4 separate regions of the Mus musculus genome follow, and all the other regions are linked to region 3. The links are chromatin contacts, called in public HiChIP or PLAC-seq and Micro-C maps. All regions are on one chromosome and are shown on one strand. The core of a region is the stretch at or near the end of the contact, and the rest is flanking DNA. Distances in the headings are between cores, read along the strand shown.

Region 1 (4,161 bases), core at 630-3,129, 200 kb before region 3:
ATCCCCCTCGAGGCCATCAAAAGCCACATCTCTTTTCTAGTTCTCCCTTGTTCCCAGAGGACTAAGCCCAAGGCTCCCAAAAATTGCTCTAAAGAGTGACAGTGGTGGCACACGCCCTTAATCCCAGCACAGGCAGAGGCAGGCGGATTTCTGAGTTCGAGGCCAGCCTGGTCTACAGAGTGAATTCCAGGACAGCTACGGCTATACAGAGAAACCCTGTCTCGGAAAAAAAAAAAAAAGTGGAAAGGGTCAGAAGCTGTAGGCCGTGGGATCCCATGAGGGCCTGGGATGGGTTTCTGGATAAGCTGGTCTGGGGAGCAGAGCCCTCAGCTTAGAACCGTACTGTCCTGGGGTCTGAAGCCTGCTGCCATTTTGATCTCCTTGGGTGGTGTGTCTGCCACCCTGAGGAAGGAGCTTCTAAACCAGGCAGATGCCTGTTGGCCTCCGTCTCTTCCCAGGGCTTGCATATCCCCGGGGGGTTCGTAAGGGGCCTAGAAGACCTTCACCCATCTGAAAACCCACACCTTACTGACCTGGGCCTTCAAGGATTCATTGCACTTTCCTGACCCATCATGTTCTTCCACTGTAGCACACACGGGGACATCCAAGGGGCACGAGGCACAGTGTCACCACAGGTGGGACTGTGCGCAGAGTCCACTGGTCCCTTAGCTTGGGCCACACCAATTAGGTTCAACAGGACTGAAGTCGCCCAAGTGTCAAGCCGAGAGGGGAAGAGTCCAGGTGGGACAAGGTCCCGGTGCATAGGGCCAGTCCCTGTTCTAGGCAGTTCTGAAGCCTCCTCTCTAAGCTGTGTGCTGGGTTCCTCTCTCCTTTCCTCACACTGCACGTCCTGGTCTGGCCACACTTCTTCCTCAGCCCAGCAGCCACTCCTTCCAGGAGCCTGTGTTCTCAAAGGAGCCCTCAGAGAGTGGCCCCACTACAACCCAACAGCACACACGGTGCCCACTGCAGTAACTGACCCGCTAGCGTTCAGCTTCTTAATGGGTGCTGTTGCTTTGTCATCAGTCCAGTGAAGGCTAAGCAAATTGGCCACGACCTCACCTGCTAGTGGGGTGTCCCCGGGGGGCATTCCCCAGGTTGTCTCGACCAGAGGCAGCAGAATGTGTCAGAGGACAGACTTCCAAGCCCCTGACCCTGGTGCCCAAGCTCCTTGAGCAACCAGCTTGGCCCTCAGTTTAGGAAAACTAAAGGTTCTCTGCAGGGAGAGAGCAGGCAAGCAGCTCTGCCTGAGGCAGTGTTAGTCCCTCAGAGGAAGCTAGCTCACCCTAAGGGCTTTCATAGGCTAGAAGGTGTGGAATGTTCCAGCATCCTTCCCAGCGCCCCAGGCACAGAACAGAGCAGCCTTCCATGGTCCCTCCTCCCCCCATGAGTCTCATGGCTTCAGGGATAGATAACTTCAGGTCAGGAACATTTACTCTGCCCCTCACCCTTTCTAGGGCCGGGGCTCCAGCCACCAGAGCTCCCAGAGGAGAAAGGGTCCTTTCTCCCCTTTCAAGAGACAGCCCCAGAGTTCCCAGTGGCCCAGCCCTGAGGTTGTTCTGCTTAGGGCGTGGGGACACAGACTTACCTCCGCCTTCGCTCCGCATGCCGATGGTGCCGCCAGTGTAAATGGCCAGCAGCCGCCGCTCTGGTCCCATAGCACGCGCCATGGCTGAGACAGCTGGCTCCTCAGTGGGGACAGAGCCAAAGGGAAAACAAGACCGGGAAGCGGAGGGGACTGCAGGGTGGGGCTTACTGGAGGTCTGGGGCTCCTCTGGTTGGTGGGAATTGAAGATCCAAGGTAGGCTGGACCTCGGGGTGTGGAGGAGGAGTCACCTTCAAAGTAGAGAGCGGGACACTTGGACTCTTGTAAAGGGCAGGAAGAATGTCTGCTAGGGATGGGCTGAGACCATAGGAGGGTGGGGCCTCAAAAAGGGGCGGGTTTTCTGGGTTTGCCTTACCTAACTCAGGCCAGGGACCTCCAGAATGCCCAGTCAGGGCCACTCTCCAGTCCCAGTCTAGACACTCTCCACAAACTCCTTGAGTCTCTGAGGGTCCGGTCTCACTTGTGATCTAGAGGCACCAGGAGGGCAGGGAAATGCAGGAGCAGGGTCTTAAGAGCTAGGAGATCCTGATGCAGAGATAGCACACCTACTGTGTTCCTGAACTTGGAGCAGACCCAGCCCTTCAGAGGGAACTGAGCACCATCTCCAGAAATGTCCCCTCCCCAGAAATGTCCCCTCCAGACTACTTTAGGCAAAGGTGGGGCTGTCTCAAAAGGGATGGTGGGCAGCGATCCCCTGCCCTGATTACTTGCTGGGAGCTCAGGCCCAGAGGTTGAGAGTTAAAGATCTCAGTGGCACAGGTTCAGAGCCTAATTGAACCTCGTGGGGTGGGGGTGGGGGTGGGGACATGATGTTTTGCTATGTCTTTAGTCTCTCTGTTTTTTGAACACCCAAATCCAACCTATAATAGCACCCCTGGAGACCCTACTTATCCCCTTGTGCATCTCCTTCAATACTGATCTGTCACCCAGGACAGACCCCACCCTGTTAACACAATTTGACTTACAAACCCAGAATACCAAGTCTGACTAGGAGCAGGCCATCTCTGCTGATATCCCAGCTCAGAAGCTAAAGCCACGAAGGAACCAGGAGGAGTCAGCGGTCAAGTTCTTGTTCAGGGAACTCAGCTCTTGTTCTTCTTGAGTTTGCCCTCCAGAGACAGGATGGCAAGGGGTTAAATGCTATGGTGGGGACAGTAGCGGCTGTAAACAGGGCACAAAGAAGGTGATAGTGCTTCCACAGGTGACCAAGGTCTCCGTGTAGAGCTGCCATGGTGACAGAGTCAGGGCAGAATGGGACAAACATGTCAGGCAGTATGAGCAGGTACCCAGGTCTAAGGCTAGAACAACACTGGCTGGTATTTGCCAACTTGACACAAGCTAGTCATTTGGGAAGAGGGAACCTCAACTGAGAAAAGGCTTCCATACAACTGGTGTGGGAGGGGCCACCCACCGTGGGTAGTACCACTCTTAGGCAGGAGGTCCTGGGGGTACATAAGAAAGCAGGTTGAGAAAGCCATGAGGAGCAAGCCTGTAAGCAGCACTCCTCCATAGCTTCTGCGTCAGTTCCTGCCTCCAGGATCCTGCCTTGTGGCAGTCTAAGTTGTGGAAGCATAAGCCAAATTAACCCTTTCCTCCCTAGTTACCTTAGGGCATGGTGTTTCTCACAGCAATAGAAGCTCTAACTTAAAACACAAGAGCACTCACGGGGTGGGGTCACTGGCTCAGGAGGGAGACCAGGGGACACTTGAGATCCTTACAGTGAACAGCCTGCAGGGTGCATAAGCTGGTTTGTCCTAACCCGACCTCTGCTACCAGATGCAAGGACGAGTGGAAGACAGGTGGGCATCGGGGAGTGGGGGACACTGCGTGTAGGCGGAGGACCATGGTGTTGAGAGGGAGGTGAGCAGCGAGCCTGTCGGGAATGTGTGTCGTGCTGAAGCTTGGCGTGGGAGGCAAACGCTAGCTCTCTTGTCAACTGTTTTCCACACTGTGACAAGAAAGTAAAGAACATCAACTTACAAGGAAGAAGGAAGATCAGCCAGCATGGTGGTGCACACTTGCAACCCCAGCGCTCAGAAAGCTGAGGAAGGAAGGCCAAGCCAGGCTACATAAATGGGACCCTGTCTCAACAAAACCAAACTGACATGTGCATCTCTACACTGGGGGTGGGGAGCAGAGGCAGGCTGGTCTCTTGTGAGTTCAAGGCCAGCCTGTTGTGTAGAGGAATTTTAATCCAGCAAGGCTGCTCTGGCAAAGGAGTCATATCCAAAGACCTTCTAGCTCTGTGTGACTTGGCTAGTTTACTGACAGGCCTTTAATCCCAGGAGATAGAGGCAAGTAGATCTCTGAGTTCAAGGCTGACCTGGTTGGTATAGAGCAAGTTTTAGGTAAAGAAAAGCTTAAGTCCTGACATGGTGGTAGACACCTTTAATCCTAGCACTCAGGAGACAGGCATGCGGATCTCTGAGTTCTAGGCAGCTCTGTTCAGTCAGTTGAGTGCAGGACAGTGGAGTTGAGCTCCTGAGTCCATGCAGTTCAGTGCAGGCCAGCAGAGGCAGCTGAGGCCAGAGAATAAGAAGGAGCCAAATTAGAAC
Region 2 (4,557 bases), core at 169-2,668, 240 kb before region 3:
TAGAAGCAGCTTCCTGTGGAGACCCCCCACACCCCTGCATTGCACACTTCCAGAGACCATTGTTCCCTGGAACAATACTCCAGTTCTTTACATGCCTGGCAAGACTGGCCGGAAAGCCCAGTAGACTCCTCTCCCACCAGCGCCTGCCTGCCATGCTGCAGCCTGGGAAACCCCGAGGCTCAAGAGTCATTACCCACACGGAAGGCCTGGGCCCCAGAGGCAGAGAGCCAGGGCAGGGCACAGGCCCATAACAGACACTGAGTAGGTATGGGACAATGATGCACGGCCCCCGGGTGCAGAAAGGGGCCCACTCTCTCACCTTTTATGCCCTCTCTATACAGGCATGCCAATGTCCAGATGCCCAAAGTGCCTCACCATGACAAGCCCTGCCCTGGGAGTGAGGTCCCGTCTTCCCCTTTTCTACCCCTCCCAAACACAGACTGATTCCAGCTGTGGGACATCTGTGGCTAGGAAAGAAATTTACCCAACCCCCTATGACACGCAGCAGGCCTCCTAGGGTGAGGTGCACCAACACACACTCTTGCAGACTATGGCACGGGGTGGGGGTGGGGGCACGATGAACTCGCCACGCTCCAAGCCCCAGCCCCAAAGATTCCCAAGTTCCAGCCCTTCCCTGTTTGAGATATGGCCTGAAGAGGGGTCACTTACCCGGAGAGGAGTCCCGGGCCCGCTGACCAACTTCCACGCCTGTCGTTTTAGCTCCACGAGCTTCGTGTGGCAGTGGCGGCACCACCCGCCCCCACCGGCCGAGTGGCTCTGCTCAGCGCTGGCCCCGGCGCCCTCCGGAGCAGGGCGGCTGCTGCATGGGTCTTGATCGAGCCCGGCGGGCAGCCTCTTGCGCGGGGATACCTCAAGTGGCGGGGTCTCTCGAGCCGGGCCGCACTCAGCCACCTGCGGGGGTTGGAGATGGGACAGTAAGCCCAAACCTTCGCGCGGCGCCACTGCGGGACTCCACGCGGCCGACTCCAGACCCAGTCGCTCACGCCCCTAAAGCCACGCTCGCACAAAAGTTAGGGCCCTGGATGCAACGCCAGGAGTCCCTGAAGAAGAAGCCCCAGCCCGACGCTCGGGGCCCCGTCCCGCTCCGCGCCCCACCCCTAGAGGGCGCTGTACACCCCGCTAGCATCATCGTTGTCCTGGGCTCTGAACCCGGTGCCCGTCGAGCCCAGCCGCCCGCTCCTAGCAGGGCCTTGCGTACCGCGGGCTGCACCGCACACAAGGAGGCGCCGCGGCCGACCATGGCACGGTCGCAGGAAGGGATACGTTGGCTCTCGGGGTACAGTGGCTACGTGATCCGGCCCAGGGGCACCCCCATGGCCAGGCCTGCTGCTCTGAAGTTGGCAGAGCAGGCGAGTGGCGGAGAGCACGCTGTGGACGCGACCGGCTTGCTCCGGGACAGGCTGGGCGGGGGCGGGCCAAAGCTTGTAGGGGGAGGGAAGGGGGCGGGACGCCAGAGCGCCGCCCCCATCCTGAGCAGAGCCAAGTGGGCGGGGGTCCCGCTCCTCCTTGCGGCCCCGCCTACTGCTAGGACCCCCAACCTGTTAGTTGAGTGTTGATGCGGGAGGGGCGGTGGGGGCTGCCGAGACACAAGTTACGCGCACGCATGCGCCTCTGTCTCTCCTGAGCGAGGATGGAGTGCGCCTCCTGGGAGGCACCCAACACTCTCATCACTTTGCGAGCGGGAAAACTGAAGCTTTTGCCCAAGATCGCACAGCACGAAAGCGGGTGGGGGTGGGGGGATGGGGGGTAATGAAAGGGGCTGGACCCGGGCCAACGGCTTCCCCAGAACACCCAGAGCACTTGAGTGTGTCTGGCCATGCTTTGGCGCCAACTGTCTCTCATGGATGAGGGTCGTGTTTCAAGAAGTGCAGTGAGGGGCTACGAACTGTCTCGAAGTGTCCTTGCAGCCGCGCCTGTGCCTTAAAATGGATTGCACACTGAGCCGCCTGCGAAGTGGGAGGAAGCGCTGCGGCTTGGCCCTGGGGGTGTGCCGGACCTGTTGTCTGCCGGCCTGGCAGATGGGGAGTTAGCTCCGGAATTAATTGCCTGTTTGTCTCCGACCCGGAGGTCTCCCTCCTTCCCCAGCGACCAGTTGTTGCTCTCGCCCAAGTCAGACCCCAAATGTCACCACCTTCTGAGGTCGCGGGGGACTCCGGCCCAAGCTCTGGATCAACCCGAAACCCCAGATAGGAGCCAGGCGGGATCTGCGGCGTGGCTCCCCGTGACACAAGCGCCACCTGCCGGCCGTAGTGAGCACAGGTTTCGAGGGCGCAGAGACAGGACACCACGCGTTCTGAGCGCAGAGCTTTCCGCTTGAGGCTGAGACTTAGGACAGCTGAGCCAGGGTGATTCAAGGAAAGACCCTGGTCGGACATCCCCAGAGCAGTCAGACCTTCGCACGGTATAAGGTCTGTCAAACGACCTCTCCTTTCCCCACCTGGACCCTGCTTACTTAGCCCTCCACTCCTACGCACTATTGGCCAAGAGTGGGATGAAGATCCGGTTTTCCAGGTCATCTACGACTTAAAAGAGTCTGTAAACACGACAGGAAGTCATGAATAAACTGGGAACGGGCTCCCCACTTTCTGCAACCCCCAAGCCTCCAGGCCCTTCTCAGCCTTGCGAAGGGAAGACAGGCAGGCGACGGCCCACCATGGGATCCGGGTAGCCTCAGGCACCACCCTCCTCAGTCCACCCCTGCAAGCACTACAAACAGCGTCACCCCGCCCGCCCCTCTACCGCACTGAAACAAACACCCGGGGCCCAGGAGGCTCATACATTGTTATCGACTTACACACACGCACACATACTCCTCACACGCACACCGAGAAGCATCACCCGGAACCCAGGGCCTGCGCTCATGATGGGCCACACCCGCAACTTCACTTCCCCGCACCAGCGCGGTTCTTCGGGAAGCATACTCTACGTTCGAGTTCCCAGAGGACACAAAAACACAGCTCCACAAGACCCCGGGATGCACCAAGCAACCAGAATGATCTCAGAACTCAGATCACCTCCCCCTAGGCTTTTTCCTCGCCCATCCCTGCAAGGTGAGATAACCGCGATCTCTGCGCTACGCTCTCCTCCGTGGAAGATCGCTGCTCAAGGCTCGGGTTCCAGCGTAGCCTCGACTAGAGAGGGAGAATCAAGCGGCATCAGCTCGGGAAAGTGCAGATACAGGTCTCCGCCCGGGACCTGCCGCGTTTTCGCGGTGCTGCGCAGCAAAGTCGCGGGACGGCGTCACCACTGCCAGCCCGGCCCCGCGAGCTCTCACCTTGCCTCGCCGCCGCAGGAGGTGACTGGTGAAACCCAGGATGATGTCTGAGTCCAGGCAGAGCGACCCCATCTCTAGCAGGCTTGGAACCTTTCGGGGCGCGCCGCGGGGCGGCTCGGGGGACCCCGGCAGCGCCATGGAGGAGTGGACCGTGGGCAGCGTCCTCGAGCGTCTCCCGCCGCCGCCGTAACCACCCCTCCCGCGCGCACCCTGGCCGCGCGCCCGCCGTCGCCGAGCCCCGCACGGCGCCCGCCGCCCACCAGGCCCCCAGTACTCGGCGGCCGGCGCCCCCCCAGCCCTGCGCTTGCTCCGCGCCGAGCGCCCGCGCTGACAGCCCCGCCCGCCCGCGCCGACAGCGCCCCCTCAGCCCGGGCGGCGAGCCGGACACGCGGACCCGAGTTGGGGAGAGGTGTGTAGAAGAGAATGGGGGACCAGGATCCCGCTAGGTCTGCACCTATCCGCCTTCCGCGTCCCAAGACACCAGGACTTTTTGCAGTGGGCACTGCCACCAGGAAGGGACACCGCAACCAAGTTGGGCTCCTGGAAACCTCTGCAGATAAGGGGCATCTTTCCAGCTTCACCCTATGCTGTCCTAGGCATCTTAGGGTCCGGTCTGAAGAAAAGAAAAAGACAGACAGACAGACAGACTTGGGGAGGCAGATAACCCGGTGCTCCCAACACTGCACGTGCTCCAAAGCACTTACCCCTGGGGCAGTGTTTAGGAACCCTCTCTCCCCAGGTTTGCAGCGAGGCTTTGCTTGGACACAAACTGGCACTCTAAAGCCTTGGGCATGGGGGGTAGCACGGGGTGAGATCACAAGGTCTGGGCGGAGGATCAGTCCGGGAGAGAAGGGGTTGCCTAAATAACCTAACCCCGCCCCCCAAGTCTTTAGAGGTAGAGGGTATCGGAGAAGGAGACATCTTTAGAGGCCAGGCTGGGCTGCTGAGACTCCCGATCCCCTCCACACTCCACTCTGGAGAACCTTGGAATCTCTTCATCTCTGCTCCTTCAGCGCTGGAGTCCCTTGCTTGACGCCCCCCTGTGGCAACTAGAGATCAGTGTCTCAGCCTGACAGGCCAGGGACCCTGTGGTTCTGCTTCCAACTCTAGTCTGCCGGGCTTCTAAACTGGAAAGGAACAAGAGGGGCCATGGACCCTTCTACTGCAGTGGCCATTCACAGTCTGGGACAGAGACCAAGACAAGCCATTAAAGGGAACGGAGCCCCTCCTCTCAGCTCCAGATCCGGAGCCTAGGCTCCAAT
Region 3 (4,667 bases), core at 1,555-4,054:
AACAGAGGAGAGTACACACGCCCCACAGACTCCTCATCCCGACGTAAGACTACTGAAGATTTACCAGTCACAGCTCAGCCGTGCCTCACTTCTCTCTGGCACCAACTCTCTTCTAGACCTCTCACACAATCTGGGCATCTTATAAACCCTAATGCCTGCATTCCACCACTAATGTGATTCTGGTGAACCCTGGTGTAGACGATGGGAGATGCTAAAGGGATTATGGTGAATCTGTGTCTGTGTTCAGGAGTTGTGGGAAATGGTTGCAGCTTGGTGGATGCTAAAGTCAGGGATGGGGTGGGGAGGCAATTATAAATGTCTTTTTTGAGGCACAAGAAGATGGGGCCTGAATATGATGTGACCTTTGGGATGGAAAGAACCTGCTGGCCAGCCTGGCCTGGTAAGTACTACCTAGAGGCAATTCTGGAAGACACATGGGGCATCACTGAAGAGCCAGGCAGCTGCCATTCTGTACCCATAAGTTCTGCAGGTTAAGAGTAAGAGGCTTGAGAGATGGCTCAGTGGTTAAGGGTAATTGCTGCTTTTCTAGAGAACTGAGAAGGTTCCCAGCACTCAGGTTAGGCCGCTCAAGTGCCGCCTGTCACTTCAGCTCCAGGCAGCTAAAGCCTCCAGATGCATGTGTGCATCAATACACATAGACCTTAGAGATGAAATAAATGCATGTATGCATCAATACACACAGACTTTATAGATGAAATAAATGCATGTTTGCATCAATAGACACAGACCATATACATACATAAAAAAAATTGTATTTGTTTCTATGTATATGTCTGTGTGCCACGTGTGTGTGCCCGTTTGAAGAGGACAAGAGAGGATGTAATTCCCTGGAACTGGAGTTACACAGAATTGTGAGCAGCCATGTGGGTTCTGGGGATCAAATCTGTGGAAGAGCAGTCAGTGCTCTTGGCACTGAGTCATCTCTCCAGTTCCCCTAAAACCTCTTCTTCTCCTCCCCCCGCCTCCGGTAAGATCTTGTAGTGAAGGTCCTCTCAGGAGAGTGGGTGACATTTTTCTGGGCTTGTCTTTTGTTGGGCACAAGCATCTATCCCTTTACAGCTCAGGGACATTAGTGCATCAGGACTGGAAGGCCCCAGAGACGATGGAATCTAAGCCTGCTTCTGCTTCAGATGGGAAATGCAAGGCTCAGAGAAACATTATGAGCTGCCTGAGACCTCGCAGGAAATGAAGCAGAGCTGGAACTGGGACCCAGGTCTCTTGACATCTGATTGAAACCACTCAATCCTGTTCCCAGAAAGGGTGTGTCACTGACCATTCATGGTCCACATGTATTCAGTCTTAAAACCCTAGGGACATTTTTACACCAAACCTGCTTGCTAACGATAACGTAACTACAGAATTCACAGGGCAGCTGGCACGTGTCACAAACTGCTCGAAGTATTCATACATCACACCTGAGAGAGAGGTACTATTATCCTACCACATCCTATGACAGATATGAGCTCGCTGAAGATCACACAGCGAGGGTGTGTCAGCAGTGGTGTGGAACCAAGTCTGTTCAACTGGAAAGTCCACGCTCTCAATCACTAACCCCCATGGCCTCTTAAGCTCAGGTGTGGCTGCCCATAAGGGGGCTGGTGTAACTCTGGCCTCCTCCCTCTCTCTGCCCCGACTTAGCAGCAGCCTCCCGCCACTCAGAGAACCAGACAGGCTATAAACTGCCCCTGATCAACATCTGCTGCCCTCTCCAGGGGTTGGGTACTTCCCAAGGTGATCTACCCTTTCTGTGTTTGGGGTCATCCAGCTGTCTTCATGTTTCTGGAATCTCATGGAAGTTTAAGCCCGGTGCAGCTCATCAGCCGTTGTGTCTCATCTGTCAGAGTTCAGGCAAATGGCACAATGTGGAGTACTCAGAAAGGGTGCCTGCCCACCCGGCAGCCTCTGCTGAGGGTCTGCTCTGGGGCCTGCTCTACCCTCTGTCACTCAGGCTCCCTAGTTGGAGGGAAAAATGACACAGGAGACAGCATTCTAAGGACAGACCTGGACCCTGAAGGTACAGATTGGACTCTGCCCTGGGACGTTCCAGCTGGATCTCCAAGGATACTGACACAGGTGGGGATGGGTCCTTCGGTCTTGGGATGGATCGTGTGAAGGGCTGAGGCTGAGAGCCTGTATGTCCTGTCCAGGAAGGCTTCAATGGCTCAGCCCGCGGTGGAAGCGGGGGCAGAGTCCCAGGTCTCTGGGGCCCGGGACACTGAGCGGTATGCAATCGGCTGATGCAGACACATCGGGGACACCCTGTGCCCGCCTGATAGGATCCGGCCTGTAGCCTCGCATAGCGCTGGACACCTAGGGTATATGTTACGGTCAGAGTTGGTCTGTGGCCAGCTCGCCACTGGCCTCTCGGACCTGAGAGGTTCGAGTCTCCACCGGTCGCGACTGTGGGCCGGACCCAGCCGCCCTTTCCTCTCTGTCCTTTGCTTCCTATTCGTCCGAGGTGACCCTGAGCCGAAGTCTCGCAGACACAAGGTTCGGAGGTCCCTGGGCGCCCCAACGCCCCCTTTGCTGGTATGCAGGAGGAGGGGCGGGGTCGGCGTCCGCAGCGCGCCCCTCCCCCGCCGCCGAGAGCGCAGACGCGCACGAGCGCGCTCTCACCTGGCCGCGGCGGAGAAGCCCCGCCCTCTTATCCCGCCTACCCCCACCGGACCAATCATAGGTGGCGTAGGCGGGTGGGGGAGCGACGCGTGGGGCGGGGCCTCCGCAGCCTGCGGGGTGAGCCGAGTGGGTGGCGGAAGGCGGCCGGCTTCGGCAGAGGCGGTGGCGGCGGCTGAGGGACGGCGACGCGGCACGCGGGGCGGCGCGACAGGACGAGCGAGGGCTGCGCGGCTCTCCGCAGCTGCCGCCTCGCCGCAGCCGGGCCGCAGGGCGCCGCAGCGGGTGCGAGGCCTGTGAGGCGGCCGGAGCGGCGTCCTGTCAGGCGGCGCGGGCGCGGCGGACGGCGCCGCGATGATGCCGGTGGGTGCGGGCGGCGGCGCCTCGTTCCCCGGCCCCCGCGCGAGGCGGGCCCGGCAGGGAGGAAGCGGCGGGCGGGCGTGCAGGGCGAGCGAGCGCAGGGGCAGGTGGGGGCGGCGGCTGTCAGCGGGCGGGCGAGAGAGCGAGCGTGGGCGGGGTCGCCGACAGGGCGAGCGGCCTCCGCAGGGCTGCGGGCTGCGCGGGGCTGCGGCGTGTACGGCCCCTCCCGGCCAGCGACCGGTGCCTCGATTTCCTCGGCGAGGGCACCCGGGTGCGGTGTTCGCACGCTCGGAATATGTGTTTCCCCTGCACTGGGAGGAACGCATGCCGTGCGTGGATTCAGAGAGCCATCTTAGGAATCCCCTTGCCGAGGCTTCTCCGTGGGTACATTTGCTCCACCTGGCGTGATGTCCCTATGTCCTTAAGGTTGAGCCGGTTGTGTGTCACTCGAGCCTTTGTCCTGCTCTTAAGGATGCTTTTGGCCAGGAAGACCTTCGTTTTGGGGGTTGCCACCTTCTTTGCCTTTTCCTTTACCTGCGTGCGGTACAAGCAGCAGTGGATGCTGAATTCTCTCCTTTTTTAAATAGGCTTTTTGTGAAGTGTATACGTCGTAATTAATGGGAAAAAACGTGACATAGATTGTACCCAGTTGGGCGTGTTGTTTTTAGAGTGTCTATTGAGTAAAAAAATCTCAGACTAATAAAATAACACACAATCTATTTTTTTTTTTTTGTTCGCTTGTTTTAGAAGTGCTGGGGGTCAAACCTGGGCTTTGCAGGACTAGGCCAGTGTTTCTATCACTGAGTTTATATATCCCAGATCCACAGAAAAAAAAAATTGAAGCCTACGTGGAAAGATCACGTTTCAGAGGGGAAATATGTCTCTGCATTTTTACTTGAATACTGTCGTTCTGCTATGCTGCACCCAAGCTCATTAGTTTACAAACCACCACCCCTTCAAATAATTTCCTGTTTCTTGATAATCTCTTCTCCCTCCTTTTGAACTGATTCCAACCCCTGGTGTTGGTGGAGTTTTAAGATTTAACCTACTTGATCCTTAAATCCTTTGGTGTTAGGCTTGTTGAATGCTAAGCATGTTTTTAAACGATTGCCTTGTAATGGAAAGAGCACTAAGTGGGCGTCAGAAGAGCTGGGGTCAAATAATTGTTCTGGTACCTCTTCATATTGTGTCCTTGACAGAGTTGAGACTGAATTCCCTCTAAAATAGGGATAAGAACATATCAGTATTTGAAGTACCATCATGAAGATCAGTCAGGACGCTTTTCAGAATTGTTGAGCAGAATGCCATACCACATTTTAAATATAGCTTTGGGGTTTCAGTTTGAGATTCTAATCTTTACAAGATACACTTTATTTCTTCCCTTTTCTTACTGGCTCCATGTTGAAAAGGTATTGTGGTGTTTTGGAACGTTGCAGTTAAGTCCTGGTAGTTGCGGTGATAATGCAGTCACACTACAGTAATATTGAAGATTATCAAATGTTTGGCAGGTTTTATCCCTCATTGTGTAGTGTTTAATTATAAATGCTCTGTTAGGAAACTTGTATTACTTTTCCATGTGTTAGCGCAGACATTTTTACTTCTATCCATGCCGTTGAAGGATAACAAATTTTGTTTTTAAAATGTTTAGTCTGAAAATGGGATGTTTACTTTAA
Region 4 (4,679 bases), core at 1,452-3,951, 210 kb after region 3:
TCCTCAGAAATCCAGATTCCAGATTCCACCCACAGCTGCAGAGAGCCTCAGCCTCGTGTGTCTGCCTTGTGGGTGGATGTATGTACGTACATAGCTGGTTGTCACTTCAGGTCCTGGAGTTTCCACCAGGAAGGAGGGGTCAGCCATGACTAATCCAGAACTTTCCTGGGGGTGGGCAGGAGGGACATGACCTTATGGGTGTGTGAACTGGCTTCTGAGAACACAGATGAGGGGCGGAGAGCTTTCTGCAGATGCTTAGCACCTGGTTAGGGCCTGCCCCTACTGTGACCGAGGCTCCACCCTCCAGAGCTTGAGCCTCAGACTCACCCTTTTCCCCTGCACCCATCAGGTCCCACTCACAAGACAGATGTCCATTCTGTTCTCCTTGTGTGGTTCTGTTTCTATTTTGGTATTTTGAGACAGGGCCTCCATGTAGCCCTGGCTGTCCTGGAACTTGCTCTGTAGACCAGGCTGGCCCGGAACTTGCTCTGTAGACCAGGCTGGCCTGGAACTTGCTCTGTAGACCAGGCTGGCCTGGAACTCAAGAGATCCACCTACGTCTGTCTCCCAAGTGCTGGGGTTGAAAGTATGTGCCTCCATGCCCAGCTGCCTTGTAGTGGTTCTGAAGTGCTCAGGGGTGGGCTTTTCCTCTCTGGTGTCTGGGGCTACACATCACTAATGCGTTGTTAGATGGTTATATCCATAAAGTAGAGAGGCAATGTCAATCTTAGGGACAATGGCCCTCACAACCTCTCCTGTGGTAGTGCAGGTCTCCCACCCTCCTGCCCACCTTTGTTCCTCTCCATCTGCCATTCCCTGAGCATGCCACTCCCACCCAGCCCCTTCCCTGAGGATGTGAGCTGAGGGAAGAGGCCCTATGGCTGAAGTATCCCCAGACTGTGTCTGCCGAGCCCCAACTCTGCTCAGCTGGAGCTCAGTGGATGAATAGGTGAAGTCTAAAAGACAGTCCTGGCTGAACTAGGCTGGGAAAGGTGCAGGCAGAGAGGCCTGGGCTCAGCTTCAGGACCAGATTGGCCAGGAGAGAGCAGAGGTTGAGAAGTCATGACCTAGCGGGTCAGAGGCAGGGCTGCAGCTGAAGACACACTGCTGCCTGCAGCAGCTCACGCGGGTGACCCAGGGATTCTTTCTGGGTTGTGGTTTTCCATGTTGGCGTAGTCTTGGCTGTCCTGGAATTCTCTTTCTGTAGATCAGGCTGGCCTCAAATTCAGAGATCTGCCTGCCTCGGTCTCTGGATTGTTGGGATTAAGGGTGTGTGGCACCATGCCCAGCGAAGTGGGAGTTCTGAACAGAAGGGAGCTTTAGGACAGAATGAAGCAGAGCTGGAATCTATCAGAAAGGAAAGTTTGACAAAGTTTTAGACATTGTGGTTAACAGAGAGGACCTCAGGGAATACATAAGACACATCCAAGCGTGGGTGTGGGCTTCTCAAGAGAGTCTCACTTAAGCACAATTTTAGTGGCTTCTTTAGTTACATCTCAGGAGGTTGCTAAGGAACCACTTTTCTCAGTAAATGTGATCAGAGCGGTCCCTGCATGGAGGGATTACAGCAGATAAGGTAAAAACCTAGGCCAAGGGCTTGGGAGAGAAGTTGGTATTTCTACTGTATACAGGGGTTTGCGGTCTTGTTTCTGAGAGTCCTAGAAACTATCAAAGAAGGAAGTAGACTTGCTAACCCAAGGTCATAACCCTCGGGCCGGACCTTAAGCACTGTTCATTGTTAATGCAACTTGCCGAATTGTGCACACATAAGTGCTTATGAGTGCATACATGCATATACCAAGGCCCATCTGAACTAGGAACACAGTCTCCAGGCCTTGGTCCTCTCTCTCAACCAAGCTGTAGCCCCGGCCCCTGTTTTAATATTCTTATCTGAAAATAGCCCTAAATAGAGAATATTGTTTTCATGGCAAATGTTCTTGTTTGTTAGAATTCATTCATCCATCCATCCATTCTTTTTTTTTTTTTTTTTTTTTTTTTTTTTGGTTTTTCAAGACAGGGTTTCTTTGTAGCCCTGGCTGTCCTGGAACTTGATCTGTGGACCAGGCTGGCCTCAAACTCTTGAAACTGACCTGCCTCTGCCTCTGAGTGCTGGGATTAAAGGCATGAGCCACTATTGCCCATCTCTGGCCAAGAATTCTTGATTTCAACTAGCAAGAGGCTTCAATCCACTCTGTAGTGGGGGGTGAGGGGTTCCTCTCCCTTCTTATGCTCCTAATTTCCCTCATTTGTCATCCTGCTTCAGGCCATTGTGGCAAATGAGAAGCAGAGAGGGCCTGCGGGGTACATACCGTGGCTTTCTGTGTCTCCTCCTCATCTTCCTGGCCAGGCCTAGGGTAGGGAATATGTCCAGCAAACATCCATACAGCAAGGTGCCCAAGATCCAGATGGCAGATTGAAAGTGTCACCGAGAGCCATCTGCCCCCAGTGGGTTCCAGGCATCCTTTTGCCAACTCAGGCCTGACCTAGAGCAGCTGTCTCACAGGCGCAGAAGCTGGCTCTGGCCGCCTCTGAGGTAAGGTGGAGAATGGAGAGATTGTTATCTGGTCATAGGAAGCCCTGGAGGAGGTGGCTTCTGACTTGAGAGTGAGTTGGAAAGGCCATCAAGTGCCTACAGGCAGCTCAGTTGCAGCATCCTGCCTGGATGAGTCACCTTAGACCTTGAGGACATAAGAAGGTTTGTCCTTTCCCCTTTGTCCCAAGGACGCAGCTAATCAAAACCCTGTGATGCTTGCAGGCATGAAGTGCTGTGTCAGAGCAGTGAGGCAGGTACTCTAAGAAGGCAGACACAGGTCCTGACTTCCCAACCTTGATGCCACAAACGTACCAGGAGAAAGGGGAAAGGGGCAACCTTTACAGGGAAGGCAGTGAAGGCTACTTTAGGGACACTTCCTTAACAAAAATCCCCCAGAGAGGGAGGCATTCCAGTGGGAACAGCCATGGGAAGCTCAGAGCAAGGCTTACTTCTCAGAGCCTGGGAGATCTCAGAGGTACAAATCAAAAGCTAGAAGGGCCTGGGTCAAAGGTGGACTCTGGATGACCAGTGCGAGAATGTGGGTGTTTTAGGACAGAACACTGTCCTAACTGTCCCCATGTGTGGGGCCAGGAAGATAGGACCAACAGAAGAGGCAGAGCAGGACTGAGATAGACAGGCAGACAGCAAGGAGGCTGGCCTTAGGGACTAAAGTGCAGTTGTGGGGTTTGGCCTGCCTGACGACAGGAAAAGTTAGTCATGGGATGAGGTCACATAAGCTGGGTTTGGGTGTGTGCTTAAGGTGCAAGAATTCTCATGGCACGTGAGCCCAGAGAGCCAAGCACTCTACTTCTCTGCAGCCTGAGCCCAGTCCTGGTCTATCCTGTCTATCAGCTGGCTGAGCAGGCTCCCAGTGCCCCTTGTGCTCGGATGCATGGTCCCCTTTTTCTTCTGATACTGCAGTTTCCATCCGTCCACGGAAGGTCATCTTTTGACTCTTACTCCTGACCAAAGAAAAAGCAGACATCCCAGAACTGACATGGTTACTGGAAGGGACCTAAGGCCAGGGCCATGTGAGAGCCTCGGCAGGGACAAGCAGGCGATGAGAACAGCCAGTGCAAAAAGCCTCCAGGCTCATTAAGAATCTGCAGAGCTGGATCCCTGGACTTCAGACTGTAGGCACAGGCACGCCAAGGGGCATCTTGTCATTTCCCAAGAATGGGCCATGAGGGTGTGGGGCTGGAGCAATGTCTCAGGGGGGGGGGGGGAAGATAAGAGCACTGGTGATTTTTCCAGATACAGATTTGATTCCCGGCAGTCACAAGACAGTTTACAACTATCTGTAAGTCCAGTTCTAAGGAATCTACCACCCTCTTCTATAAGCAGGTAAAATACCCATACAGTTAAAATAAAAATAAAGGAACCTGCTTGGTTGATCAGAGCTGGCCTTGAACTCAAGAGATCCGCCTGCCACTGACTCCTGAGTGCTGGGATTAAAGGCATGCACACCACTGTCCAGCAAACAAAAAATCTTTGAAAACTAATGAGGTCCTTGTCGGTAGCTAGGGGCTTCCAGGGGCAGCACCCTAGACTCAGATCATGTAAGGTGGCAGCCCAGGTAGCCTCTTCACCACACATAATTTCCTCATAGCTAAGATGGGAACTGGCTTTTTATGCCTGAGCACATAAGCAACCTGTAATTTTGTGTCTGGGGCAGGGTCTTGCTATGGCTAGCGTGGCCTTGAACCCACTCTGCCGCTCTGACAGGCTCTGTGGCCCTGAATGGAAAGACTACAGGATTCTGTCCCCAGGTAGTCAGGTGACTTTTGTTGTAGGCATTCACTCAGTCACAGAGCGGGAGCCCCAAGGAGGTGCCTCTAAGTGGCAGTGGAAGAGGCCTAGCTCTATGCCAGGGAGGGACTACACGGGGCTCCTCCCTGGTTTCAGCTGTGTCCTCTAAAACCTCCATTGCTAGGTGCCCACAGAGCTAGCCTGGCCTTGCCAGGCTGTGCAGAGGGGACTCCAGACAGTCCTGGCCACATCCAGTCTACTGACCAGTTAGTTCACGGGTTAGAGCTTAGAGCCCTTGACTTCAGAGCACCTCCAGCTCCTTCACAATTCCTCAGCCCTTCTTGGTTCTTCACATGTGGCCACCAGGAGGCACTCAAGGCCAATTTTTTTTTCCTTT

Evidence for each region. A called contact is a pair of places that touch in the nucleus more often than the background predicts. HiChIP or PLAC-seq counts read pairs in DNA pulled down with a chosen protein or histone mark.
Region 1: a contact with region 3 is called in an H3K27ac HiChIP or PLAC-seq map of embryonic stem cells, with 3 times the contacts expected there. The contact joins the promoter of Aspg here to the promoter of Ppp1r13b in region 3. A contact is called at or near these places in 6 of 39 promoter capture datasets (cranial neural crest, embryonic stem cells, liver and 3 more), 1 of 484 Hi-C or Micro-C datasets (cerebral cortex), 1 of 115 datasets of contacts at active chromatin or transcription factors (embryonic stem cells) and 2 of 9 other capture datasets (adipose tissue and embryonic stem cells).
Region 2: a Micro-C map of embryonic stem cells shows a contact between it and region 3, with 3 times the contacts expected there. The contact joins the promoter of Kif26a here to the promoter of Ppp1r13b in region 3. A contact is called at or near these places in 1 of 39 promoter capture datasets (stem cell-derived epiblast-like cells), 2 of 484 Hi-C or Micro-C datasets (both in embryonic stem cells) and 1 of 115 datasets of contacts at active chromatin or transcription factors (embryonic stem cells).
Region 4: an HNF4G HiChIP or PLAC-seq map of pancreatic cancer cells shows a contact between it and region 3. The contact joins the enhancer-like site here to the promoter of Ppp1r13b in region 3. A contact is called at or near these places in 2 of 39 promoter capture datasets (liver and stem cell-derived epiblast-like cells) and 3 of 115 datasets of contacts at active chromatin or transcription factors (memory CD8 T cells, pancreatic cancer cells and thymic regulatory T cells).

Annotation. Positions count from the first base shown.
Region 1 is chr12:112,104,401-112,108,561 of GRCm38.p6, reverse strand. Aspg (asparaginase) reads right to left here and starts at 1,879. Exons shown (of 15, transcript NM_001081169.1): 1 at 1,589-1,879. The coding sequence starts at 1,670.
Region 2 is chr12:112,143,069-112,147,625 of GRCm38.p6, reverse strand. Kif26a (kinesin family member 26A) reads right to left here and starts at 1,418. Exons shown (of 16, transcript NM_001097621.1): 1 at 1,220-1,418; 2 at 670-912. The coding sequence starts at 1,261.
Region 3 is chr12:111,906,192-111,910,858 of GRCm38.p6, reverse strand. Ppp1r13b (protein phosphatase 1, regulatory subunit 13B) reads left to right here and starts at 2,804. Exons shown (of 17, transcript NM_011625.1): 1 at 2,804-2,997. The coding sequence starts at 2,989. It overlaps Gm51962 (a long non-coding RNA gene), which reads left to right. Exons shown (of 4, transcript XR_003950155.1): 4 at 330-370.
Region 4 is chr12:111,696,488-111,701,166 of GRCm38.p6, reverse strand. It overlaps Gm51961 (a long non-coding RNA gene), which reads right to left. Exons shown (of 2, transcript XR_003950154.1): 1 at 2,310-4,679; 2 at 1-1,347. Among named protein-coding and RNA genes, the nearest start is that of Gm51961, 4.1 kb to the right of the region's middle. Within about 2 kb of position 2,701, at least 47 of the 459 cell types and tissues checked have an H3K27ac peak or open chromatin away from gene starts, as enhancers often do. A contact at or near this core is called in pancreatic cancer cells, where this site is marked.